6 separate regions of the Mus musculus genome follow, and regions 1, 3, 4, 5 and 6 are each linked to region 2. A link is a contact called in public HiChIP or PLAC-seq and promoter capture Hi-C data. All regions are on one chromosome and are shown on one strand. Each heading gives the region's core, a stretch centred on a gene start, on an enhancer-like site or on the middle of the called end of the contact. The rest is flanking DNA. Distances are from core to core; before and after follow the strand shown. Region 1 holds the start of Snrk (SNF related kinase). Region 2 holds the start of Nktr (natural killer tumor recognition sequence). Region 3 overlaps Ulk4 (unc-51-like kinase 4). Region 4 overlaps Trak1 (trafficking protein, kinesin binding 1). Region 5 overlaps Trak1 (trafficking protein, kinesin binding 1). Region 6 has its middle 23 kb from the start of Gm34655.

Region 1 (4,129 bases), core at 1,575-4,074, 400 kb after region 2:
ATGAGTGTACACACACACACACATACACATACATGATACATGCATGTGCACACACATGCACATATGCACATATACACACATGCACACATTCATGCATGCACACACACATGGTCACAGCATCAATTCATATCTGTGATAAGAGAAGTGGGATTAACTGATGCCAGACTGTAAAGAAGGCAGCCTTTGAGGAACTCTTAAGGCCATGCCAGTGAAGAAGTATTTCTGTGAACTGGAAGGAACCCAGAATTTTTACGTGCAGTAGAAAATTTAGAAGTGTGTTAATGTACAAATGAAGAGTTGAAAATATAAAAGAAAAATCAATCATAACTCAAATATTCACTTTAGTGGATAATCACTATCTGTTGCTTTAAAAATGTCTTTTTTTAACTTTTTTTTTTTTTTGTAACTGATGAAAAAAATAATAATGCCTGGATAAGGTGAGCTTGTTAAACACACTGCTTTCTAGGGTCAAGAAGCAAATGATGATTCTTCACTAATCTGCTTGGCTCTCACATCTTGATCTAATTTGTTGCCTCTTCCTGATTTTCATCCAATAAAGGACTTCTTCTTTAAATAGTTGCTACTTTGTTGCTTTTGAGATCTGAATCAGAGACTGTAACACAAGGCTGCAAGCTCCATCCTGTCATTTTGTAGCATGTATCTAATTAAGACTTCTTGCAGGTCCATAAAAAGACCCAATGTTAAGAAACCAGTGTGTATTAAAGAAAGCCTTGGGGAAGATCTGAGAAGGGGGTTTCTTCATTAAACTAAGCAAATTTGATTAAAAGCCAAGTAGAGTAATAATACCTTAATTTGTGTTTAAATATTTTAAAATATTGCTCAAGCATAATCATATCATGTTAACTAACACATTGAAGGTGTGGGGCTAAAATTGGGTCATCTTCTTCCCAGCATCACCCCAGCCTTGAGGGAAACCCTATAGATAAGAAAATGGCTGATAGCACTGCCTGTTCATCTCAGGAAGATAACCAAAGCATATTTCATTGAAATCAATTTATAAATTTGACTCACTTCAATGTATTGATTTGGTCAGAGTCTGAGTTACACAATAGCAACATAAACCCCATTTCAAGGGCTCATGTGCTGTAGCCACTGTCCTATGTTATGAATGTTCTTTCGGGGTACAAACTTGGCTACTGGACTTCCCTTGGGAGACCATTATAAGTGATGCTTTTATTCCTTCATTGGCCACAGTGTCCCTGACTAGTGACAGTTCCCAGAGGGCAAAGGTCTTTCAGCAAAAGAGCAGATTGTGCAAGACCTAGTTAGGAGCGGTTGCTCAATGTGTGTCTAAATTAGAATCTCCCTGGCAGAGCTTCTAAGATGGCTCAGCAGGTGGGGGTGCCTGCTGCCTCGATTGCTAATTCGAGTTCCATCCCTAGGACCCATGTGGTGTCAGACAAAGAGACAGAGCTTTCTCTTCTACAGGTTGACTTCTACATGGATGTTGAACATACACACACACACACACACACACACACACACACACATGTAAAAAAATAAGAAAGAGAGACATGAAGAAAGAAAAAGAAAACATTTCCACGTCAAATGACACTGTCCTTTCATGATCCTAAGTCAGGTGGGGCCTGCGTGAGCAGAGGCCAATGCTGGGGTTTTCCTATGTGCACTTTGCCACCCAGGGCTAAAGCATTAGGATAATTGAAGGTCTAAGCACACATTTCAGCAGAAGATCGAGACCACCTTCCCAGTCATTCTGCTTCCCAGCCATCTTCAGGCATGCGAAGTGGATGTTGTAGTATAAATAAATAAATAAATAAATAAACAAATAAATAAATGAAGGGAGGAAGGAAGAAGACTTGCCATTTTCTGACCAACAGAGATGGCAAAAGCCATTTAGATTTTTTTGTCCAGTCAGTTGAGTCAGGCTTGGACATGTAAGAAGCTCATTCTGCTTGTGTGTGTGTGTTTTTTCTTCTTCTGTGGATGCAGGAACACAGAAGGAAAAGTAGGGGAGAGAAACCTGGCACCTGGCTTCTTTTCAGGAGCCCCAGAGGACTAGTCTCCATGGCTCATTATCCTTCCAGGAGATAGAGCTGGGAGTTCCCTCCCTCTTGTCCTGCCACCACTAACATCCCTTTCTGAGTCATCTTGGAACAGAACCATGAACAGCCAAGTTAGTGCCTGCTGTGTACTTCTCCACGTTGTTTCTCAGAGGCTGCCTGGCCTGGCCAGTGACTTTTGACTCTAGAGGCAAGCCTGCATTCAGGTGTTGGGCTTTGCTTCTTTCTGCTTTAGTGGTAACAAAAGCAACAGAATTCTTCAAATGTATTCCCAGAGAGAAGAAAAAGTAAAGAAATGTGTATGTATATATATATATATGTGCATATGTGTATGCATGCTTGTGTATATATGATACACACACACACACACACACACACACACACACATATATATATATATATATATATATATATATATATATGCACGTGCATATGTATATTAATTTTGTTGTCTCTCATTGCTTCAAGCTAGATGGGAGATAGGGTGAACATTGATGGATAAAGCGCATGTGCTCCTTGCCCTCAGCCCCAAGATCTCTTCCAATATCCCCTGAAAGCTATAGCTCTAGCTGCTATGCCTGCTGCCGCTGTCCATCGTCCTGGCGCTTCCTTCTGCATAATCTCTATTCTTTCCAGAGTAGGATGTGCTCAGGCCAGGGCCAGGACGCCCTCCAGTAGACCCTGAGCTGGCCTGCAGGTGCGCCGGGTTAACCCCGCCCCGCCCGACCCAAGGCCCCGCCCTCACACAAGACCCCACCCCATCGCTTTCGTCACGATGACGCAAGGCCCGCGCCTGCGCAGCGCGGCCGCACCCCCGGCCGCCCGCTCGGTATTATGATTAGCCCTGGGTGCGGGGTTCCGGCGGCCGGGAGGGAGTTGTCGACGCCGCGGCCGCTGCGGACGGATGCCCGCCTGCCGGCTGAGGTAGGGCGAGCGCGGCGCGGGAGCGTGGGCCGGGTCTGCGCTTCTCCTCAGCGGCCGCCTTAGCGGGGCTGGGCTGGCGCCGCCGCAGGCGGAAAGTAAGTTGCGCGCTCGGCCCGGGGTGCCCTGCGCAGAGGACGCGGCCCGCGGCACCACCCCGGCCCCGAGCTCGCCCGGCCTGCGGGCTTCGCGCAGCCCGGCCCGGCCCTGCCCTTGCGGCCGCCGCGGGATTGCGGCAGCGCGGGAGTCGACGCGGCCCCGCGCCGCGCCCGCAGCGGGCCCCGGGCGACGCGAGATCCACGGGCCTCAGTTTCCCCGTGGGCCGCGAGTCCCGCTGCAGAGCCGGGCGGCCGCCGCCTCACGATAGCTCGGGGACGCGGTTGTCTACGGAGAAGGGCGCTCGGCTGCGGAAGGGGCAGCGGTGCGGCTCCCCGGGGACTGCTCGGATTTTTTCGCGTTAGGAGACGCTGTTCTTTTCCGTAGACATCGCCTGTTGATTTCTTTCCGAACCATTTGCAATAAAAACAAACACCTTGTTGCCTTTTGCTTGGACTCGGGAGCCAGGAGAGTGGCAGCCCTTTAAGCTTAGGCTTCCTCCAGCTGTGATGTTCTTAAACAGTGGGGTCAGCTACAACCTAGGAGCTTCGCTGTGAGTTCGGGTCGTGTATGCATTGGGGAATTTCTCTCCGGGGTTCCTAAGACTGTAGAAGTCAGAGGCTGTAGGGCCTCTGGGCTGTCAGGTTTCTTACTTTCCCTTCCGTTTAAATGAGCGTATTCTCCAAGTCTTAGGAGCCTTGGTGAAACCACCTGGATGCTTGAAGTGTTTTGTCAGGTTTAAGGTGAAGTAAGCGATGGACCTACAGGTGTACAGCTCTTTCTGCTGAGTTTCCAACAGATTCCTGTCCAGGGTCAAAAGGCTCAGTTTGGATTCTTTGTAGGGATTGGGACACTGTCCCAAATTGATCCCTAACTTATCACAGTTCGTATCGGTGCAGTCTGAAGCCCAGGTTGTCAAGGATTATGTAATCAACTTGTTAATTTCTAATCTTGTTACAGTGTTTTCCAGATTTATAAAACCATTCCCTTCAGAGAAATCTGTCTTCAGCGTCTGGTTAAATATTTCTCTTGGAATTGGGTTCTTGAAGACAATTCTGTATGTGTGTTAA
Region 2 (4,521 bases), core at 1,956-4,455:
AAAGTATTTGGTAGAGTATGTAACAAGAGTTATGTTCAGAACATGTATTTTCCTAATGAAACATTTATATCCTGATCTCTTCACATTTCATAGACCAGGGGCTGTATTTAAAAGGTGAACAAAATTCTGGTTGTGACAGAAAGGCCAAGACAGAAACAGTTGTCCCAACAGCACTGAATCCAAACCTACTAGGTTTGGTATTTATTTTTGTTTTTGTTTTTACTTCTTGCTTATTTTAAAACTTTGTGTATGCACTTTCATGAGTTTATGTGCACCATGTCTGTGCCTGGGAGGGCTAGAGCACTGCATCAGAATCTGGAGGTTAGAGGTGGTTGTGTGCCACTTGGTGTGGGTGCTAGAAACAATGTAAGTCCTTGTGATGGTTTGTATATCCTTGGACCAGGGAGTGGCACCATCTGAAGTTGTGGCCTTGTTGGAATAGGTGTGACCTGGTTGGAATGGGTGTGTCACTGTGGGTGTGGGTATAAGATCCTCACCCTAGCCGGGCGGTGGTGGCACACGCCTTTAATCCCAGCACTCGGGAGGCAGAGGCAGGCGGATTTCTGAGTTCGAGGCCAGCCGGGTCTACAGAGTGAGTTCCAGGACAGCCAGAGCTATACAGAGAAACCCTGTCTCGAAAAACAAAACAAAACAAAACAAAAACAACAACAAAAAAAAGATCCTCACCCTAGTTGCCTGGAAGTCAGTCTTCCACTAGCAGCCTTTGGATGAAGAAGTAGAACTCTCAGCTCTACCTGCACCATGCCTGCCTGGATACTGCCATGCACCCACTTTGATGATGATGGACTGAACTTCTGAATCTGTAAGCCAGCCCCAATTAAATGTTGTTTTATTAATACTTGCCTTGGTCATGGTGTCTGTTCACAGCAGTAAAACCCTAACTAATACAGTCCTCTGCAAGAACAGAAAGCACTCTTATTTTAAACACAGATTTGTGTTGGTACTATTTTTTTGAGTTACTTTATTGGGGTCTTAGATCTACTTCCCTTCCAACCCTTATTCCACCCTGATCTCTTCCAACTCCCCAACGCTAGGTAGGAAGGAAAGAAAGAGAGGAAATGAGGCACAGACCTCTTTAGATTATTTCCTGCTGACTGGGGATGTTGAGTTACTTGAGGCAAGTCCAATCTTCATGGTCAGGATATCTCCAATTTCTTCTCATCTCTTTGCTCACGAACACTTGGCAAAACTCCAGGAGAAGCAGCATTCCCAGAGCGCCCCACCTCATCTCAGGACTCTGGTTCATACCCTTGGAAGCATCCCTAGACTTCTGAATGTAAACTATCTACAGCTGGCAAAAGCATGCCCCTGCCAGTGCACTTGGCAAATCATAATCACCTGCTGTGGAGTAGTCTCTTATCCCACACCTGGGGTTAAATAAAGACATTCACACAATTATAACTGGGTTTTCTAAGAAACCAAAATTCTCACTATAGAGTCTCTCTTTGTGGTCTTTCCTGGAACTCTCTGTGTAGACAGACTGGCCTTTGAGTCACAAAGAGCAACCTGTCTTTGCCTACTAAGTGCTGGGTGCTGTGATTAAAGGTGCGTGCCACTATACCCATCGTAAGTGAGGACTCAACAGCTGAGCCATCTCTCCAAACACAGAGACAACATAGTAGAACCGATTTAAGCTTATCCCGGCTTATAAATAAATGAGTGGAGGGTAACTCCTAATGTACTCTTCTAACTGCTGTCCTGGCTACCTCCCTTGGGTGTACCCCAGATATGGACTGTTTTTTCTGGCTGTGTGCTCATCCTTTGCCTCCCCCCATGGGGGCTTCCTCTCTCCCATTCCTCCTTCTACACTTGGTCTCTCTTTTCTCCTTACTCTTCCCACCCAGGTAACTCAAAATCCACCTACCTCGAATCCCTCCAGTAATTGGCTGTAGCCAATTTTATTTAACCAACAGTTTTAAATTAAGGAACAAGGTACAAAAGCTTGGAAAGACGGTAAGTCACTCGTAGGTTTAGGTTTTTGGATATGGAATTTTGCTTTATGTAACAGACCCAACCTCAACACTGATTGTGATTAAAATTTTCTACAACAGCACATTTTTTAAAAAAGATTTATTTATTATATGTAAGTACACTGTAGCTGTCTTCAGACACTCCAGAAGAGGGCATCAGATTTCATTATGGATGGTTGTGAGCCACCATGTGGTTGCTGGGATTTGAACTCGGGACCTTCAGAAGAGCAGTCGGCGCTCTTAACCACTGAGCCATCTCGCCAGCCCCAACAGCACATTCTTATTGTGTACCTTTTGTTTTGAGACAGGATCTACCTAGCCCTGACTGGCCAGGAAGACAATATGTAGAACTGACTGACCTCAGACTGAGAGCCACCTACCTCTGCCTCTCGAGCCGCTGGGATTAAAGGCTGTGTATTATTGCTCACAGACTTTCCTTTTGTAAGGTTTTACTTTCTGTTTTGCCTGCATGTATGTCTGGGCACCATGTGCATGCTTGGTGTCCACGGAGGTCAGGGGAGCGCGATGGAAACCCTGAAACGAGATGGTTGTAAGCCACCATGCGGTTATTGAGCTGGGCTTTGAACCAGGTCCAATGCAAAAGCGGCCTCTAGACCATCTTAACTGCTAGACCATCGCTCCTGTCAACTGGTTTGGTTTCTTCACAGGTCTCAGGTATCTCAGGCTGACCTTGAACTTCTGAATCTCCTGCCTTTACCCACCAAGCGCTGGTGCGCAGGTGTAAACGCTACGGTTTGTGTTTTGCTTCGGGGTTTTGTTGTTGCCTTGATTTTTGTTTCCTTTCGTTGTATTTCTGAGAAAGCCTCAAGTGACCCAGGCTGGCCTCGAGCCGGCGGCCAGCCTCGTCTCACCCTGGCGGGCAAGGGAGGCACATCTGGCTCCATCTGGTCCTCGATTCTTTTAACGCGAGACAAACAGCGTGACCGCATCAACCACGAGAGAGAACAGGTCACCCGCCACGTCGGCCGGAAGCCTGGGATTCACCCTGCGTTCATCCACTGGCCACGCAATCAGAAATCTCGCGGTGCTGCATGAGTGAGCCGTGGTTGACAGCTCGCACACGTCTGCGCACTCGGGATTGGACAGGGGATCCTGAGGGGCGGGGCACGAGAGCCCTGGCGCGGACCGCCTACTCCGACCCCACACCCCGCTCGGCGGCGAGACGAACTCTCGCGACGCTTGCGTCCGGCCTCGCGAGCTCTGGCGTGGCGCTCGCCGGCTGGCCCTCACGGGGAAGAGGTGGCGTTCCGTTGGTGACGTTAGGCTCCGGCGGCGCCGGCAGGGCGTTCTCCGGAGCTGTGCGGCCAGGTGAGAAGCTCGACGGGAGCGCGGGTAGCCGCGGCTGGGGTGGGCGGGCGGGCGGGTGGGCAGGGTGGGGCGGCCTCTCGTCGGCCGCGTCCCTGTCAGGCGGGCCGGGCCCCGCCCCGCCCGGCCGCCCGCCTGCCCTCAGCGCCCTCCTCCCTGTCCGCAGCTCGCCGCCGTCCCGCTGCTGCGCTCGCGATGGGCGCCCAGGACCGGCCGCAGTGTCACTTCGACATCGAGATCAACCGGGAACCGGGTGAGCGGGGCGGGCCCCTCTGTGGGCCCGGGTCGGGGTGGAAGTGGACGCGGCGGAGCCGGAGCCGGAGCCGGGCGGGGGCGGGGCGGGGCGGGCTCGGCCGGCCAGAGCTGCGGAGCCGCCGCGGTCACGAGCCGGCCAGCTGCCCTCCGCTGTCCCTCGGGAGCCTTCCCGAGAATGTACTGGCTCCGGGAGACGTGGCTGGAGAGGAGAGACTGAAGGGCTTGTGCGGGTTCTGTAGCCCCGGGATTGCTCCTAGGCTGCGGCCGCGATGTTTGGTTTTTTTTTTTTTTTTTTTGGAAGTCCAGTGTGCAGCCATTCATTAATCCCGAGGCGTCGACGTCTCTGTGTGCAGAGAGGTGGCTGCTGCACACATCGGTGCGCACACATGTAAAGGTCGCGTGTGTATCGAGCAGGAACATGTGTACGGATGCGCGGTTCTCAACCGACAGGGATCTTAACTGGAGGTGTGTGGTGTGCGCCACGTCTTAGGTCGCAGTGGACTCGCAGGAGAGCTGCTTGTCCTGGGCTCTGGAAGGGCAGCAGTGACTAAAGCAGGGCTGCTGCTTCTTTTATGTTGACGTCCTGGGGGAAAGAGGCAGGAAGTGAAGGGGTAAAAACCGCATTCCCTCCAGTAGTGCTGTTTTAGTCAGGCGGTGAGCGAGAAAGGCCATCTTGAGAAGATGACATTTGAGTAGGTGCGAAGCCGAACCTGTGGAGGGACGCCTTTGAGAACTGTGCTTGGTAGTGGCAGCCAACGGTTAGCTTGGGTTCTGAGACAGCGCTTGTGTTTCTTGAGGGAAAGCGAAGGTCCCGGTCTGGCTGGAGTAGAGGGAACAGAATAAGGAAAACTCAGGCTCTAGGATAAAAGGAAGACGGTGACGGTTCTGAACAAAGGATTGGAGCGATCTTAAACGTTCTGTTTTTCTCATCTAACATTTCGACCCTGAC
Region 3 (4,416 bases), core at 227-2,726, 470 kb before region 2:
GCTCAGTGAACGTGATTTCCCTGCGGGTGAGGTAGGGCTGACCTGGGATCCCAACTCTACACTTCTGCATCCCACATAGACTCCTCCCAGAAAACAGTTCCATCATGTGATCAAGCCCCAGCAAGAGGAGCCTAGAGCCTGCAGCTCCCATACATGAGCACCGTGCATGATTGTCCCATCAGTTTCCATAATACCGTGGGGAAACTCCTGCCACCGGAGGAAGACAGAGGTGTCGGAGGCAGGCACAAGATGAAAAACCCAAAGGTGGGCCGATCTCACAATAGACACCCAGAGAAGGGACAGCCTTCCACATTGGGACAACAGGCAGTGGCTGCGAGTGTCTCATGGTTACCGCAGGCTCACTTCGGATGACTTAGGACTGTGCTTATGATGAGGTATCTGGCAATAACTACAAAATCACAAAGAATGTGCTTTAAAATACGAAGGTTACTTACATATCCCAGTTAGGAGCTATCCGCAGGTGCTGGATTAGCAACTGGAACTAGAATTTAAAAAAGAAAAACATCAAAATGTAAGTTTTATTCAGAACAACATCCAAAGCAATCGGTGAATTAGCAGGGAAACTTACACAGCTGGGGTAAGTGAGACTCCCTCCAGGGAGGTGACCACTGACAGACATGGAACCTCAGCCAGTGTGCCAGCAAAATAAACATAAATAAGAAGTAAGAACTGGGGGCTGGAGAGATGGCTCAGGGGTTAAGAGCACTGACTGCTCTTCCAAAGGTCCTGAGTTCAGTTCCCAGCAACCACATGGTGGCTCACAACCATCTGTAATGGGATCCAATGCCCTCTTCTGATGTGTCTGAGGAGAACTACATTGTACTCATATGCATAAAATAAAAAAATAAATAGAAGAAGAAGAAGAAGTGGTAAGAACCGAGCAATGGAGGGGACAGCTTAGCAGGTAAGAGCAGGTGCTACTTCTGCAGAGGATCCAGGTTCAATTCCCAGCACCCACATAGAGGTTTATAAGCACCAATCACCTGTAACTTCAGCTCCAGGGGAACTGACCCCCTCTTTTTGGCATCCAAGAGCACCTGATGTAACATGCACATGTGCACACACACACACACAATTTAAAGATAAAATGAATCCAGCCGGGCATGGTGGTGCACGCCTTTAATCCCAGCCCTCGGGAGGCAGAGGCAGGCGGATTTCTGAGTTCAAGGCCAGCCTGGTCTACAAAGTGAGTTCCAGGACAGCCAGGGCTACACAGAGAAACCCTGTCTCGAAAAACCAAAAAAAAAAAAAAAAAGATAAAATGAATCTTTAAAAAATTAAGAGCAAGATGTTCTCGATTTGTCCTACTAACTACTCTCCCCACCCCCCACAGACACACAGCAACCTTCACAGGGAGGGAACAAAATGAACTGAAACTCCTCCAGGCTGACTTCAGGGGCTCAGCAGAAAGTGCCACAGTCGCAGCTTCCAGCGGCCCGCCTGAGGAAGTGCCATAGTCGCAGCTTCCAGCGGCTGGCCTGAGGAGCTCTGCCGACCCTGGCCAGTCAGTCACCAGTGAGGCCCGCCAAGGAGAACAGGAAGCGAATGCTGTACGGCTTTCTGTCCTTTCACACATCGGAAACCCTCGCATTTGTCCAGGTGGCCTGGAGCAGGAGCCACCCGAGTTTACTCCAGCACAGAGCTCCATCTCCTGATTACAGACAGGTACAATGGCTCCCGGCCAACACTTAACAAAAATGTCCACAGTTCGAAACCACCATCCACACAACTGCTTCAAGGAAGTTGATGATGATTCCAAAACCTTCATGAGAAAATTTTTCATAAAAAAATAAATCACTTTATTCTTTGTAATTAAATCAGATTACGATTGTATCCATCTGGACATGGTGGCACAGACCTATAATCCCAGCAACTTGGGAAGCTGAGGCAGGAGGATCATATGATCAAGATCTAACTAAGCTACAGAACATGTTCAAGGCCTGGGGAACTCAGAGACGGTGGCTCAAAATAAAAACTAGGGTCAGGGATGTGGCTCAGTGGCAGAGCCCTTGCCTGGCCTGGGTAAGGCTCTGGGATCCCCTGTTCTACCACCACACACACACACACACACACACACACACACACACACATACACACACATACACACACACATATATTCACACACACATACACACATACACACACATATACACACATACACACACTAACATGCACACACACACATACACACACACACACACACACACACACATATCCTTGGTCTATTGTTTTTATTGCCTGTTCTGTTCTACTACTGAGCTGATCATCACTCGGCCCCAAGCTCTTGTTCACATGTCTTTGAAATACAGAGGCCAACCACACAGAGTAGGTGGTGGGGCCCTGGGAGGCCCATCTACCCTGCAGTACCTACCAGCGGGGAGTGAAGCAGCCTGGTGGCCACCTCCTTGTGCGTGGCCACCACACACAGGTAGCACAGGAGGTTCAGCTTGGCCCGCAGCGCCCCTGTGCTCTTCTCGCTGGAGTCGATCTGGGAGCACACCTGCTGCAGGAAGTCATTCCAGTCTTGGTCCTTGAGGACCAGCAACTTCTCCACTGTGGAGGGAAGGAAGCAGAGGGAGCACGTGTGAGGTGGAGAGGGCTGAGCAGACATCCAGTGAGAAGCAGAGGAACAGAGAACTCAGGGCCGGGATGAGGAGGAAACACTACATGACAGTTAACAAAAAGGCACCCCACCTCGGCTCTGAGGCGATGCGCTACTTGGCTGGCCTCTACCCAGGGAGACATAACCATGTCAGTGAACAACTGCTACAATAAGAACAGTAATGACAATGACCATAATAATAATCTTTTCGGGTCAAGAGCTGGGGAGACAGGGAGCCTTGCAAGCATGAGGACGTGAGTCTGAAGCCACACATGCAATCCTGACCCTCAGCAAGTGACGGCTGAGGCTTCCTGGGGCTCCGTGGCCAGCCAGTCTAGTCTAGTCAATGAGCTCAGATCAAGGGACCTCCCTCTGAAGAGATAGACAGTGTGTCTAAGGATAACACTGGGGCCATGCTCTGACACACATGCTCACACTTGCATGTGTACAGATCCAACCACATACAGCTACATCCACTCACATCTACACACACTTTTACAAGTCTGGTAAAATGACTGTTAGACACATCCAGGTCGGTAGGGTGGCTGGCAAAACCTGGAACTCCAGCCTCCAGCTTCCCGCACAAACCAAAGACATCAAAAATGGCGTCTAACCGCACGACAAATGCCAGAAATGGCATCTAACTGCAGGACAAACGGCAGAAGTGGCATCTAACCACACGACAAACGCCAGAAATGGCGTCTAACAGCACAGATCTTACCTTATCTCTATCCATAGACAGACTCGTTTATAAAAACTGCAACTGTTCTCTAACTCTCAGGGGAAGGACTGAGTGATTTCCTGGGTTTCACGGGTAAGGGTTCTCGATACTAGCCACACTATGACTCTGTCACTTTGGTCCCTCAGAAGCGTCCCTCTTGGAGGCTTTGCTCTTAGCTTGTATCCATGTATGAGCTTGGCCTGCACTCATGTAAGTCAGTGTCTTCTTAACTGTGCATCCGTTTTGTTATCTCTAATTTAGTCCCAATCACCGAGTGACCTAGCCACAGAGGAGAACTGGCCCACTAAAAAGATGAACAGCAAAATTCCTGAGGTTCACTCCAGGAAAGACTTTCATGGGCTGAAGGGTAATGATCAGCAGCCATTAGCTATCTCTTCTCAGACACCATCCCCATGAGGGGAATCACATCCCCACAGGGGTGAGCCACCCAACTTCGCTCTCCACTGTCCTGGTCCTCCTAACACAATCCCAAACCTTTGGACTGTTGGCACTCACAGCAGCAACATGCAAGACTGACATCTCGCTGGCTTTACCAGGGAAGGGCAGAGACTCTCCATTCACTCAGCAAGAAAACAGGCCCAGCACCCCAGAGGCTTCCCCACCCACAAAAAGACATCAGCCCAGAGGAAAATCAAAAGCTGGCAAGGACAGAGACATCTGCAGTTGACCCCTGGTGTGCAGGAGGTGGGCCGAAAGCATTAACAAGAAAACAGGTCATTAGCTATTCCTCTCACAAACCAAGCAGCTAATGTAAGTAAAGAAGGTTCATATGCAATCTGTGTACAAAGGCCTGCGTGTTCGATGGGTCTGTGACTTACCAGAATATGCTGGTAGGTGCAAGATTTTTGGATCAAACTTGATTGCAGGTTGTTTCATTATCTGTGGTAGGAAAGCCACTTTTGAGAAACCTTTTAAACTCAATAGCTGTCCCTGTATCCAAACACAGACCAACAAAGTCAGAAAAGAACCATCTGACACTTAACCCTCTGGTCTGTCATCAAAAGGATTCAGGCTGGGTGTAGGGCATAACCCTGTGGTCCCAGCCCTGGGA
Region 4 (4,122 bases), core at 1,099-3,598, 320 kb before region 2:
GAACCAGCTTGTGGTACATTCTTGAACTTTCTGCAGTTAGAAACCAGTTCACTAGCATAAACCAGTCTTTCCAATTTCTGAGATCATTTATAATAAAACAAATTGCAGCTATAAGCTGGTGCTTTAGGGTGTGTGCGGGGCAATTCTCAGGTTCTCTGTATTAGATATGAGTAAGAAGGAATTCTGTTTGACCTGTTGAGTGTATCTTCCATAGGCTTCCCTGATAGCCTGTGTCAATAAGAACGAAAATAGAATAATCCAGGCCTAGAGTATCTGGCGTGCCTCATAGTGGATCAGAACTCCTTGGTGAGTCAGTTTTGTTTAGCCAGGGTGTCTGTACCAGCGAGGAGTGAGTGTGGGATTGTGCATGGAAAGCCAAGTCACTTACCACGTAGGTTTCGTATTTTTCTCTTGTGGATGTAAGTCCACAGTATACTTTGAAACAATCAGTTGTAAGAAAGTCTGTCATGCAACTTGTTCTTCTATTGGAGCCTCGCTGTTGTCTCTGCCGTGGGAGGCTCCTGGTTCCTTCTCACAAGCATCGATTGGCCATGGACCTGCACATGCGTAGTGTAATTGGTGTGGTGGTCACCACAGCATCAGACCATTTTATAGGATGGCCACAGAAGTGACTCGTTGAATCCCTATAAAACATCTACAGATAGGCAAGGCCCACCAGTGCCCAGTTCCTAAGGTCTCTTTAACAGGAGACTCAAACAGAGATTCATCATTTGTTTTCAGTTATACATGTAGGAAAATGCAAAGGAAGCCCTGTTAGAATCACAGGTGGGTACCACAGAGTAAATTACAAGTGGAGGAGCTGGAATGAGCTTAAGGTTGGGTGCATCCAAGTCTTCTTGTGTATTATTTCCTTCTGTGGATTCTGTGCTTAGAGCTGGGTGGCTCTTTATTAATGTCTGTTAATTGGAGCTGGAGAGATGGCTCAGCAGTTACAACACTGACTTCTCTTGCAGAGGACCTGAGTTCAGGCCTCAGCAGCCACATCAGGAGGCTCACAGGTGCTCCACAGGAGTGATGTCCTCTTCTGGACTCTGGGAGCACTGCACTCACATGTGCATCCACCTCATACATACAAATACATAGAATCTTTTAAAAAGAAAAAGAACTTAACTATCTGCTAATTGAAATTAAAGATTTAAAGTGAAGTTCTGTGACACACCCCACCCAAATGGTCAGTAAAGAGAATTTAAGAGTTTTATGAATTTAGTTATTTCCCTTAACTTCCAACAGAGATGTAACATTGTCTTCTGTGATCAGACTGGAAGACTAGGCTGGATGTCAGCTGCAGGGCATGCAACTTTGTTACCAGTGGAGAGCAGAGATGCCTGGGTGCTGCACACCCACAGCAGTGGCTACACACTGTAAAACCTGCCTCTGCCCATCACTGGGAGCAGATGCTGGGCGTTGCTACAGCACTGTGAACCTTTTTTTTTTGGAAAGATCTTCGTTAAGCAGCTCTTACATCAGCAGATTTGGTTTTCCTTGGGCTTTCTGAACTGCAAAACACAGCATTGCTGTTTGAGGGATAGAAGTGCAGGTGATGTGTAGAGAGCAACCTAGGGGCCTGCTCTGTGCCTGGTGTCCTGGATTTTTTGTTTGCTTGTTTATTTGTTTATGTCTCAAGACAGGGTTTCACTATGTAACACTGGCTGGCCTAGAACTCAAAGAGATCCATCTGCCTCTGCCTTCTGAGTCTGGGGATTGAAGGTGTGCACCACTGTGCCTGGCCCTACTACTTATTTATGTATCTTGTGTGTGTGTTATATATCTGTGTTCATATATGTATATGTATATATATATATATATATATATATATATATATATATATGTAGAGACCAGAGGATGGCATTGTCTTCTATACATCACCAATGTATGTTTGTTGGTGTTTTGTTGTTGTTTCTGAGCTAGGGTCTCACTATCTATCCCTGACTGGCCTCGAAAGCAGAGCTTCACTGGCCTCTAAAGTGCTAGCATTAAAGGTGTTCTCCACCATGCTGGCTCACCTTACATTTTAAGACAGGCTCTCTCAGTGGACTTGGAGATCAATGACTCAGCTTGACTGGCTGGTCAGGAGCCCCCAGGAACCGGAGTTGGGATCGGAGGGGCACACCAGCATACCTGGCTTCTTTAGTGTATGCCAGGGATAGATCTCCAGATCTTCATGTCTGCACAGCAGGCAGGTTTCCACTGTGCTTCATCCCTGCCCTGGTTGGGTTTTGTCTATGTGTTTACATATCTGTAACCCGGGAGACACATGACTCAGTAGAGTGAATCACCAGTGCCAGGCCACTGTGGGTGGCTGAGAAGACATTGTCCACTGCTTCCCTTCTAGGTCCACTGTGGGCATTGTGTAGGGCGGTGCCCACTGTGGCTGGTGGAGTTGGGGATACAGGGCTCCCTAAGGTGAGAAACCAGAAGGGGTAAAACCAGGGTAGGTACATCCTGGCCACCGTGTTTGGGGGTAAGACCCCACTGACACTCCCCCCCAGTCCCCCTCCTGGGTGGACAGCCAGGCTCTGCCCCTGAACCTGGCCCTCAGTTGCCTGGCTGATGAGAGGGAACACTTCCCCATCTGCTTTTTTTGAGTCAGACCTCCTTCTACATCAACCTTTCCAGAGTCACTTCATTCATTCAGAGAATTCATTTCCATGGCTCACAGAGTATGTGCTGCACTACCTGAAACCGCTTCCTGCTCTGTGACATCCAGCTGCCTCATGTGGTCTGACGGTGACCTGTGTGCAGTAGACCAGTCATGTGACACTCAGCGCACACCAAGCAGCAAGGTCACCATGTTTGTTCTTGGGTGACCATGCTCCTGTTGGTCCTTCTTCCCCGGCCTTTTATGGTTGACACCAATTGATCCAAGAAGTAATTCTTTGTGTCACACCCAGATCTGCTGACCACCACACCTCAGAGGTCATCTGGGAAAGAGCAGGCCCTGAAGCAAACAGGTTTTGGAATGTCACCCCAGCCTTTGCTTTCGGTGTGCAGTAATCCAGCCAGCCAGTATGTGCAGGATCAGGCAGGCATGGCGTTCCTTTCAGCACCAGAGTTCTTGCCTGAGATTTACTAAGAAGGTGGACACATCTCTATTGTTTAGATCTTCTTCCCATCCTAACCCAGGACTGTGGCATGTGCAGGCTCGTGCTGAGGGTAGTAAGGACAGTGACCTCTCCTCTGGGACATCATTCTTTCCTCTGTGAGGGTTCCCACCCCGACACCTTGACCGGACTGCCATGCTCTTTCAGTAGGGAGTACCTTGGATCAGGTCCTGTCAGCTTCAACTCTCCTGACAGAGGTACAGGCAGCCTCTGGCCCTGTGTTGGCTGGTTGTGGGAACACACGGTCTGCTGTGCCCTTCCATTCCAGCCCTGCACCCCCCCCCCCCCCACACACACACACAGCTGATCTCACATACTGAGGAGCCTCGGTATCGAGAGAGCTCTTACTGGGGAGGGTACCAGGATGCTGGTTAAGTATGAGGAGCCTTATTCAAGGTATTCCCGTTGAGAGCTTAGTCAATTGTGCAGTTAAACTGTCTGCAGCATTGGTCCCTCTCTCCTTTTCTTGTCTTCCCACCTCTTCTTCCTCCCCCTTTGTCTCCTCCTCTTCTCCCCCCCCCCCCCCCGTCTCCTCCTCCTTTCCCTTCTTCTTCCTCCCCCTTTGCCTCCTCGTCCTCTCCCCTCTTCTTTCTCTGCATGCTCCTCCTCATCCACCATCTATCTCTCCTCCCACACTGGCTCTGCCTGTTCAGAACCTGTCTGCTCCTTGAACTCACCGTAGTGTAGGCTGGCCTTTAACTATGGTCTTCCCACCTCCACGCTGGGCTGGGACTCCAGGCCTGTGCCGCCATGCCCGGCTTAAGCATGCATTTCATACGTAGACTTTTTCTTGTCTCCAGACAGGCTCTTACCTTTTTAAAAATCTGAAGGTGCTTTGTTTGTTTGTTTGTTTGTTTGTTTATTTAGCACATTGCTTGATAAAATCTAGGCTTTCTTCCTCTTTCTTGTCCTCTTCCTCTTCCTCTTCCTCTTCCTCTTCCCCCACCACCAGAGCCTCATGCTTCTGGGTATCAGACCCAGCAGCGTAGCATATGTAAGC
Region 5 (4,468 bases), core at 1,177-3,676, 280 kb before region 2:
AGCAGCTCCCCAGGAAGAGGGTGGGAATCTTGGGGGAGACACTGAAGGCACAGTGACTGTTGCAGGCAGCGGTGGGTGAGACTGCAGTACGGGCAGGTCCCGACAGTGTGGTGGGATTGTGGTTCCTGCAGCCCCCAACCCTCTGCCCCTCACGTCTTCCTCTCCCTTGCATTGTTTCGTCCTTCGGTGTATGTGACATTTCCACTCACCCTGGCACACATCTGTTCTATTCTGAAGGAGGAGACGAGAACCCCTCAGCTCCACGTAGGTGATACCAGGATTTGGGACTCTGTGGTGGTCCTCCTGCCTTCTGGTGACACTAGGTTGTCACCATCTTGAGGCTGGTGTGGGCCCAGCTTCAGGCTCTCTTGGCTGCATATTGGGTTTGGAATTGGACCTGCTGACCTTTCCCTGTGTGGGATTTCTCCCCCGTTTGAGGGCCCTTTTCTTAGGACCATTTCTCTAGGCCTTTGTGGGGGATTCTGGACTCCTGAGCCTCGGTGTTGAGCGTCACCCTCTCCCTGCTCTAAGTCCTTGGCCTCTGCTCTCATCCCACACTCTCCATGGTTGCCTTACCCACTTCCTGGCCTGCATCCAGAGCGGCCCACAGGTCAAGTCCGTCAGTCTGCACTGACCTGCCTCACTCTCATGCTGTAAGGGCCTGTGAGGCTGCTCTGGAACCTGGCCACGGTAGCACGGGAGCCTTTGTGTTGGTCAGTCTTGTGTCTGAACTCCTGCCGTGAGATTCCGTCCCTTCTGTGGGATATCTGTCTCTAGTTGCACTTGTAGGGGTGAAATCTGGCAAGCAGCTAACTGCTGTAGATATTAATTGGGGGTTTCTGCTCCACCCTAGATCATTTAGTTCCCAAATAAAGGACACAAAACCTTTATATTTATTATAAGCCTTCAACACTAGAGCTGGGCAGATATCAGCCCTCTGTGCTATTTTGCCTGCTTTCTTGTCAATAATCCCAAGCTATCACGTGCTGTGTTTCGCCTAAGCTGCTCTTACTCCAACAGGCTGACCCTTGTGGCCATGTGTGCACAATCCACCCACCCCGTGGTGACTTCTACTTCTGACTCCGTCCTCTCTCTGTGGTCTTTGCCTCAGAGCCGAAGCCTATTTACCTGTCTTCTGCACAGCTACAGGCTGGAGGCATCTCTATTCAACGAATAGTTTTAAATTAAGGAGCAGGGCTTGCACAACCAAAGCTGGCATATGTGAGCATTCACTCTGTCTTAAGGCAACTCGACCTTAGGATGCAGGATTTGGCATTACAATTCATAGCAACAGACCAAACCTCAACAGTTGTCCATCTGTCTTACATTAATTCTACAGCTGCTCCTGATGGTAGATATTGTCACCGTGGAGGGACCTAAGTCTGAAGGACAGACACCAGGATCCCAGTGACTTTGGCTCTGCCTCGTAACCACTCCCTGATGGGACTCAGAGCTTTGCCCATTGCATTTGACAACACTTGAGTCTCTGGCAATATGGCTTCTTGGTTGTCAAGACAATCACTTACAGGCCCTGTGCCCTTGTGGCTCTGGGCATCCACAGCCTGTAGTCCTTGGCTGTGATAGATGAGGCCTCATTGTGGGTGTTATTCCATGGGGTACCTACCACCTTGCTCTCTGCTTTAACATCCAAAGTCCCTTCCAGACCCCTCCCAAGGTCTCCATCCCTTTATACAGAGTCCCTGTATGAAGAACTCCCCGCTTTGGCCAGGCTGGTAGTGCTTGCCTGCAGTCTCAGCCCCTGGAAGGACAAAGGAGGAGGGCAAAGAGTTGAAGGTCATCCCCAGCTAGCTAGGGAGTTTGAGGGTTGCTTGAACTTCATGAGATTTGTCTCAAAATTTTTGTTTTAAAGAATTCTCTTTTCCTTGGTTAATTTTCTGACTAAACATGGCCATATGAAATCCTAGCTTTAAAAAGGAAAATCACATCTCCTTAGAGCAGTTTCTCCCCTTCCCCCTTCTTAGTTACTGCTTTCTTGTTTTATTTTTGATAGGCAATCATGCCTGCACCTCCCTGTTTTATAAATAGCTGCTGTCCCCTTTGTCCTTGATCCTGATAAGATATCACAGGGAAGTCCCTGCCTTTCTCTGGAACTGGATAGCTCATAGTCTGACTGCTACAGCCACCTTACACCATTCTTGCTTGGGTTCTGTGCCTCTGTTCAGGAATGCTGGTGTACATACCAACTGCATACTGTGTGCTGCAGGATTTTCTCAGGTCACTCAAGCACAGCTGCAAGCCGTGTGTGTGTGTGTGTGTGTGTGTGTGTGTGTGTGTGTGTGTGTGATCTTTAGGCTTGCCTGCCTTGACTGTATTGAAATGTACCTAAGAGTTCACTGCTTCTGCCCCAGTTAGAGCATGCCTTCTGCTGGCCCATAGTTACACTTTTTATCCTAAAATTGGTGAATGGGATGAGTCACTGCTGAGCGTGGGTGTAGGCTAAGCATCTCCACGGAGAGTGCCAGCCAGCCCAGTGTGTGTTGGTGACAAGGGCCAACATCAGGTTGTAGGCTTTCAAGCCACCTTGATTCATTTCTCAGAGAGTAAAGAAATGGTTTTGACTGGCTTGTTCCAGGGCCTGAGTTAGTTATTTATAGTCTGTGGTGACCAATAAGGTTAAAGCCAAACTAATTTCCTGACTGTTTTCTTGATTTTAGAACTAAATGTTCAATTTATGTTGACTGGCAACAAGAAATGGGAGGTGACTCCTCCCCGTCCCCCGTCCCCCCACTCACACACAGAGACAGATACACACTCACACATGGCAGACATGTGCACATATATACACTCACACATGCACACATGTGTGCAGGCATGTACACACATACATGCAGACACACTCAAACATGCAGGCAACATATAGACACACATACTCATACATGCAGGCATACAGACAGACACAGAGAGAGACACGTAGGCACACCCACACATACATCTTGCCCTATATCTGTGATTCTCAAAAGAAACTAAGAATCTTGTTGCCTTGATAAACCTGGACAGAGCCAGGTGTGGCAGTACAGGGACTAAGGCAGGAGGACCAAGGATTCAAGCTGAGCCTTGGCTGAACTCCTAGACCCTCTCTCAGACAACACTATCAGACACCCAAAAGCCAGAAACAAGCTAGACAAGATAGACTGGAGGCAGTACAGGATTCGGGTTTTCCTGTTTCTCATAAGCAGTTTTTCATCCCTTCCTGCTTTTCATCCTGCAGACATGCCCTGGGTAATTACTATAAAGATTAGATTTCCAGCGTAGGCTTGTGATAGCTGCTCCCAGCTGGGTGGGCAGAGAGCAAGAGGCCAGAGGCCCTGTAGCTGTGAGGTGTGGTCAGGGGCAAAGGGCTTTCTGACCTTGTGTGTTTGTTCCTGTTCTGTTCTCTGTCCTTGTCCCTCTGAGGTGCCAGCCCTCCCTGCCCCTTGGGAAGCCTTGCCCTTCATGTCCTCCAGCTGCAGCTTGCTTTGTAGTGCACCTTGCCTCACTGGCTGTAGTGCTCCTTGCCTCTCTGACTATGGTGTTCCTTGCAGCACTGCCTGAGGTGCTCTTTGCCTCACTGACTGTAGTGCTTTTTACCTGGTAGTGCTCCCTGCCTTGTAGTGCTCCTTGCCTTATAGTGCTCCTGGCCTCAGTGCCTGAGGTGCTCCTTGCCTTACTGTCTGAGGTGCTCTTTGCCTCACTGACTGTAGTGCTCCTGGTGCTCCTGGCCTTGTAGTGCTCCTTGCTCTGTAGTGCTCCTTGCCTCAGTGCCCGAGGTGCTCCTTGCATTGAGAACTCACATCTGTGCTTGTTGGAAATTAGCACCTTTGATGGGGTGAAACCATCAAGGAACGTGGTCAGGAAGTGAGCAGAGAATGTTAAGCTTCTGCCGAGCACCCCGCCTGACTGGGTGCTTGTCCTGGCAGGGGATTTAACAGGCCTGAGGGAGGCCGAGGGAGGCTGAGGGAGGCTGAGGGAGGCCAGGCTTCTGCAGAGAAGTGAACATTGCTGCTAGAGCATTTTTAGCCACAGGTGAGAGGACTGGAACCATTTTGACTTAATGCTAATCTTGAGTTTGCCTCTGGGTACTCACATCCCAGGCAGCCTTGCCACACCATTCTTCCTGTCCCTCCCCTCAAGTGAGACACGGCCAGAGTCTGAGGATGACAAAGGGCCACAGGTGTCTCCCCATGGCCCTTGAGGATAAAGTCAGGGTTGAACATCTCTGATTGCTGGGACTGCCAGTGTGTCCCGTGGCTGCCAGCGTATCCCGTGGCTACGTGAAGCTCCCTTTCCATGCGTGCTGAGCTTTTGTGTGATAAGGGATGGTGGGAAAGCATGTAAGGTCCGACTATGTAGTGGGTGTCTATGGCTCACTTCTGTAGACACACAGCCAAAGCCTGAGCACAGAATAACGCCCGTGCTTTGTGGGAGGCATTGTGATATTTTCATTTTTGAGCTGTCATTTTTCACCTAA
Region 6 (4,202 bases), core at 1,536-4,035, 420 kb before region 2:
TGGGGGTTTTTTCTTGTTGTTTCCCGATTTGCTTCGCAAACTTTGAAACTCTGTGTAAGGTTGACCGTACTGTCTGTAGAGGGTAGCCAGGATACATGTTCTTTTCCTGCATGGTTTTCTAGTCTTGGGAAGGTGGAAGGAAGCCATAAGGAAACAGACTAGGCACAGGGTCCTTTCCAATTTCTAACTACCAGAACGGTCAAGAGGGAGGAGGGCAGCTTGAGCTCTGAGCAGCCTCCAGCGCCCCTGTGTATGTGTGTATGTGTTTGTGTGTGAGCCCGCGCGCGCATGGGTGCAGTGGGGCGGTCTCCCTGTTGGGGTGGAGATGACAGGTGGAGGTGGACCTGGGCGACAGACAGCTGCCTTCCCCTTTGGTCTCTCACTAAAGGCTGCAGCCTCTGTGACCTCTGACTCCAGCTTGCTCACAGAGAAGCCCAGGCCAAGTGGAGAAACAGCTGCAGATCAGAGCTGGGCCCAGGGGGATGCTAAACTGACTTTCAACGCTCAGGTGGAGGCATAGCAGGTTTGCCAAGGGTTTGCCAAGGGCTGGGTTGCCGTTGGCCGCTTGGCAAGGCACCAGGTCCATTTCCTGTTTGATGCCCCTGGGACGGTTGGGGTCTGATTTCCTGCGCAGAGCTGAGCTCCACCCTCCTGAGGTAAGGACGCTGGTCTTGGAGTGGAAAAGATGAGATTCACAGCCTCTGCAGACTGTGTGACCTTGCCCCTACCTTAGCCAGTCTTACCTGCCTGTCCCATGTATCCTGGTCCCTCAAACTCAACTGGACCAATGGAAGGAATACAGAGTTAGTGGTTTTGTTTGTTAGTTTGTTTGCTATGAAAGTTTATAGGTCAATGGAGGGCTCTCAGGTCTGACTGAGCTTGTAGTGTTGTAACTTTTGAAAAGTCCTGGTGGGAATAATTAAGACATATTATGGTAATGATAACTTTTATAGGTTTATAGTCTGTGTCAAGTCAGGTTTTGACAGTGACATGGCTCATGATTCACAGTGAAAGGGGTTTCAAACTTTCAGTTTCCAAATGGCTGCCTCTGTTTGTCGGTGAGCCGTTGAATGAAGACTTCTTTCTCACCAGTCTGAGGCTGCCTCTGGTCTTGCACACCCGGCATCCTCTTCGTTGCTGGATGGTTCTGGCACAAGCCACCTGCGCTCCCCGACCTTGACCTCCAGCTCCCAGGTGCAGAGCAGGCCTCCTGCTCCTCTAGGCTTGGGCACTTTATAAAGGCCTAATTGTTGAGTTACTCCAGGCATCTGATAAGACAGTGGGTGAGCGGGCAGGTTCCGTAAGGGAGGCTTGGATGGTGAGGCACTCTTTTAAACTCACTATAGGTTGTAGACACACAATCAGACCTTTTTCGTTTTCTCTTATTACCGTGTGTATGACAATGTCTAGAGGTCAGAGGTCAACTCCACAGAGTGGTGAGTCTTCCCTCTCACCTTCTTGAGGGCTCCCCAGATGGAGCCCTCCACACACAGGCCTTTGAAGCACTTTTGGTCTCTGCCCTACAAGCTTGACAAACTCGAGGACATTGCAGTGGCCGGCGTCTCCAGGCTGAGCCTATGCCCCATGTGTTTGAAAACGGAGGGACAAAGGATGCTCTTTTTCAGAGATATTAGAAGACCCGTCTCCACGGGAAGGGCCGCAGGGATCGTCAACTTCACTTTGCCGTCTGGGGTTAAGTCTGCCGGGTGGGATGAATGAGTGTCCTGGCTCCGCCTCTGTCTTCTTTCTTTCTGAACAATGATCCTCGATCCAGCTTGCCCTCTTGGGGGGTGGGTATCCAAGTGGGGGTCGCTTTCAGTCTTGAAAAGGTCCGTCTAAGCATGTGGTGTACGTGAGCGCCAGCACGTTTATCTGAAGGTCTAGGCCGGACTTTGCTTTCTCTGAATGGCTGTGTGGCACCGCTGATGGGGAAGCTTGCTTACTTAGAGCGCTGCGGCTAGTGCACCAGAGACCAGGTGAGATGGTGTGTGGGCATCTCAGAATCCTTGTCCAGGCTTTGGGCCAGCCGGAAAGCTCCCAGGCCACCTGTTCCAAAGGCCTCATCGTTCTAAGAACTTTACAAGGTGCAGCTTTCTGACTGCTGGGGGCAGTGGCTTCTCAGGTGGCTGCTGGCTATAAACAGTGTCACACTGCAAAGTGGCTTATCTTGATGCTTCTAATTCATTCCTGTGGCCTTCAAGGCTCAAGAAGTTGGCAGAGGGTCTGGGAGCTTAGCCGTGGCCTCTGATGCTTTTCTGAGTTAATGATTACTGTGATGAAGACCAGAAAATAGAATTCAGGGTTTTTTTTTTTTTTTTTTTTTTTTTTTTTTTTTTTTTTGGTGGGTCTGAGGGGTAGGGAGGGTCTTGTGCAGTCCAGGCTGACAGCAGACTTGCTATGGAGCCAAGGTTAATCTTGAACTCCTAATCCCTCTGCCTCCACCTCCCAAGGGCTGGGATACAGGCATATGCCAGCACACTGTGTGGATTTGTCCTGCTTGCTATTTGAGAATGTCATTATGTTGCTCTAAGCTAGTTGTCACTCCTGGACTCAAGGTGCTCCAGCCTCAGCCTCCCCGCTGCAGGGACCACAGGCCAGAGCCACTGCACCCAGCCAGGACTCTTCTTGCTTTGAAGTAAAGGTACTTTAACATCTGAATTGAGAAGGGCTTACAGAAAATGCATCCTGCCTTCCCCAACACCTGAAAGCTGTGCCCTGGAGGCTCAGGCATTTGCACACTGGTTCCCAGGTGGTGGTGCTGTTTGGGGAAGTTTACTCAGTGAGGCCTTGCAGGAGGAAATGTGTCACTAGGGGTGGGCTCTGTGTCCCACTTCATCCGGTTCCTTCCCTGTTTTGTGCTTACGGTTGAAAACGTGGCCTCTCGGGGTCCCCATCTCCCACCATGCTTGCCCTTCCCCACTCACCTCCCCGTCAGGGATGGGATTCTTAGCCTCCTGTGTGTCAGTCTTCCTTCCTACGTTGACCCTGGAGAGTGATGCATGCACACTCCCAGCCTGAGAGGCCCAGAGGCGGCTCATTTCCAGGCCGTCCTCGGGCTCTAGATGTCTGGCGCATCAGGACATTCAAGAGCAGAAGAGAGTTCACCAGAGAGAGTGTTGTGCCAAGCCGGAAGTGGACACTGTGAATAACTAGGGATGTCAGAGTAGCCACCACAATATAAATGACCTGGATTGCCGAGTTAGACCGTGCTGCGTGTGTCCGGGAGACTGTAAACCAACCTTTCCCCCTGCTCAGTCTTGGCTTCTCTCTGTCTCTCTGCTTCCTCTCATCTTCTCTCTCCTTCTCCTTCTCGTCTTTCTTAAGAATCAGGGATGAGTAGATGGCTGAGATCAGTAAAGTGCGACTCGTGCTTCATCCACGCGTGGTGGCCTCAGATGATCATTCTGGGTCATCTGGGTCATTTTGGGTCACCTGGGTCATTCTGGCACTGAGGCAGGATAGATAAATGGATCCCTGGGGCTCTCTGGCCAATCAGTTCAGCTCAGTTGTTGAGCTCCACACTAGTGAGAGACCCTTGTGTCAAGACGCGAGGCAGACAGTTTCTAAGGAATGACCCTTGAGGTCGTCATCTGGCCTCCATATGCACACGCATGTACCCACGTGAACACACATATGCACATCATCCATACACTAACATTAAAAAAAAAAAAGAGAGAGAGAGTCAGTTGGAGATAGCCCCGAATGTGAGAACTGTACGACTTGACCGTATCTTCTGAACTTTGTGCCCTCACCTTACCCACTCTTCCCGGTACCTCAGTGTCACTGTTCTCAGCCTTGATTCCTGGACTTTAGTTCTAGATAACCCGATCATGTTGATTGAAATATGCCTCCATCCTCTGGCAGGTTTACGGGGACGAGCTGACGGGAATCCCACACTCACTGTGTTGCTTCAAAGCGATTTATATCTGTAATATCACTATTAGTCAGACTTTGGATTTGAAGAGCCTGTCTACACAGGAGGAGCCACTGTGTTATAGACTCTGACTTTCCCGGTTGGTTGGTGGAATAAGGGAGCCCTTTTAGGCAGCTCTTTCTTTTTTCTTTTTTCTTTTTTTTGGTTTTTCGAGACATGGTTTCTCTGTATAGCCCTGGCTGTCCTGGAACTCACTCTGTAGACCAGGCTGGCCTTGAACTCAGAAATCCGCCTGCCTCTGCCTCCCGAGTGCTGGGATTAAAGGCGT

Evidence for each region. Promoter capture Hi-C pulls out the DNA fragments that hold promoters and counts their contacts. HiChIP or PLAC-seq counts read pairs in DNA pulled down with a chosen protein or histone mark.
Region 1: a promoter capture Hi-C map of pre-B cells shows a contact between it and region 2. The contact joins the promoter of Snrk here to the promoter of Nktr in region 2. A contact is called at or near these places in 2 of 39 promoter capture datasets (the C10 cell line and pre-B cells), 2 of 115 datasets of contacts at active chromatin or transcription factors (extraembryonic endoderm stem cells and pancreatic cancer cells) and 1 of 9 other capture datasets (liver).
Region 3: a contact with region 2 is called in an H3K27ac HiChIP or PLAC-seq map of microglia, with 6 times the contacts expected there. The contact joins the enhancer-like site here to the promoter of Nktr in region 2. A contact is called at or near these places in 6 of 39 promoter capture datasets (the 3T3-L1 cell line, the C10 cell line, cranial neural crest and 3 more), 3 of 115 datasets of contacts at active chromatin or transcription factors (embryonic stem cells, large pre-B cells and microglia) and 2 of 9 other capture datasets (adipose tissue and embryonic stem cells).
Region 4: a contact with region 2 is called in a FOXA1 HiChIP or PLAC-seq map of pancreatic cancer cells. The contact joins the enhancer-like site here to the promoter of Nktr in region 2. A contact is called at or near these places in 2 of 39 promoter capture datasets (hippocampal neurons and liver), 3 of 115 datasets of contacts at active chromatin or transcription factors (bone marrow-derived macrophages, microglia and pancreatic cancer cells) and 1 of 9 other capture datasets (adipose tissue).
Region 5: an H3K27ac HiChIP or PLAC-seq map of extraembryonic endoderm stem cells shows a contact between it and region 2. The contact joins the enhancer-like site here to the promoter of Nktr in region 2. A contact is called at or near these places in 1 of 39 promoter capture datasets (cranial neural crest), 4 of 115 datasets of contacts at active chromatin or transcription factors (bone marrow-derived macrophages, embryonic stem cells, extraembryonic endoderm stem cells and 1 more) and 2 of 9 other capture datasets (adipose tissue and liver).
Region 6: a contact with region 2 is called in a promoter capture Hi-C map of pre-B cells, with 3 times the contacts expected there. The contact joins the enhancer-like site here to the promoter of Nktr in region 2. A contact is called at or near these places in 4 of 39 promoter capture datasets (the C10 cell line, erythroid cells, neural stem cells and 1 more), 1 of 484 Hi-C or Micro-C datasets (CD8 T cells), 6 of 115 datasets of contacts at active chromatin or transcription factors (bone marrow-derived macrophages, embryonic stem cells, extraembryonic endoderm stem cells and 3 more) and 3 of 9 other capture datasets (adipose tissue, liver and pancreatic islet).

Annotation. Positions count from the first base shown.
Region 1 is chr9:122,114,442-122,118,570 of GRCm38.p6, forward strand. It overlaps Snrk (SNF related kinase), which reads left to right and starts at 2,825. Exons shown (of 8, transcript NM_001357775.1): 1 at 2,825-2,966.
Region 2 is chr9:121,715,976-121,720,496 of GRCm38.p6, forward strand. Nktr (natural killer tumor recognition sequence) reads left to right here and starts at 3,206. Exons shown (of 17, transcript NM_010918.2): 1 at 3,206-3,320; 2 at 3,484-3,570. The coding sequence starts at 3,513.
Region 3 is chr9:121,248,470-121,252,885 of GRCm38.p6, forward strand. Ulk4 (unc-51-like kinase 4) reads right to left here. Exons shown (of 37, transcript NM_177589.3): 14 at 4,184-4,244; 15 at 2,393-2,574; 16 at 456-502. Among named protein-coding and RNA genes, the nearest start is that of Gm34735, 20 kb to the right of the region's middle. Within about 2 kb of position 1,477, at least 16 of the 459 cell types and tissues checked have an H3K27ac peak or open chromatin away from gene starts, as enhancers often do. A contact at or near this core is called in microglia, where this site is marked.
Region 4 is chr9:121,393,718-121,397,839 of GRCm38.p6, forward strand. The region is part of intron 2 of Trak1 (trafficking protein, kinesin binding 1); the gene reads left to right. Among named protein-coding and RNA genes, the nearest start is that of Trak1, 29 kb to the left of the region's middle. Within about 2 kb of position 2,349, at least 54 of the 459 cell types and tissues checked have an H3K27ac peak or open chromatin away from gene starts, as enhancers often do. A contact at or near this core is called in bone marrow-derived macrophages, microglia and pancreatic cancer cells, where this site is marked.
Region 5 is chr9:121,433,320-121,437,787 of GRCm38.p6, forward strand. The region is part of intron 3 of Trak1 (trafficking protein, kinesin binding 1); the gene reads left to right. Among named protein-coding and RNA genes, the nearest start is that of Gm51661, 19 kb to the right of the region's middle. Within about 2 kb of position 2,427, at least 53 of the 459 cell types and tissues checked have an H3K27ac peak or open chromatin away from gene starts, as enhancers often do. A contact at or near this core is called in adipose tissue, extraembryonic endoderm stem cells and liver, where this site is marked.
Region 6 is chr9:121,298,371-121,302,572 of GRCm38.p6, forward strand. It overlaps a transcript of Trak1 not described here. Among named protein-coding and RNA genes, the nearest start is that of Gm34655, 23 kb to the left of the region's middle. Within about 2 kb of position 2,786, at least 64 of the 459 cell types and tissues checked have an H3K27ac peak or open chromatin away from gene starts, as enhancers often do. A contact at or near this core is called in adipose tissue, bone marrow-derived macrophages, embryonic stem cells and 2 more, where this site is marked.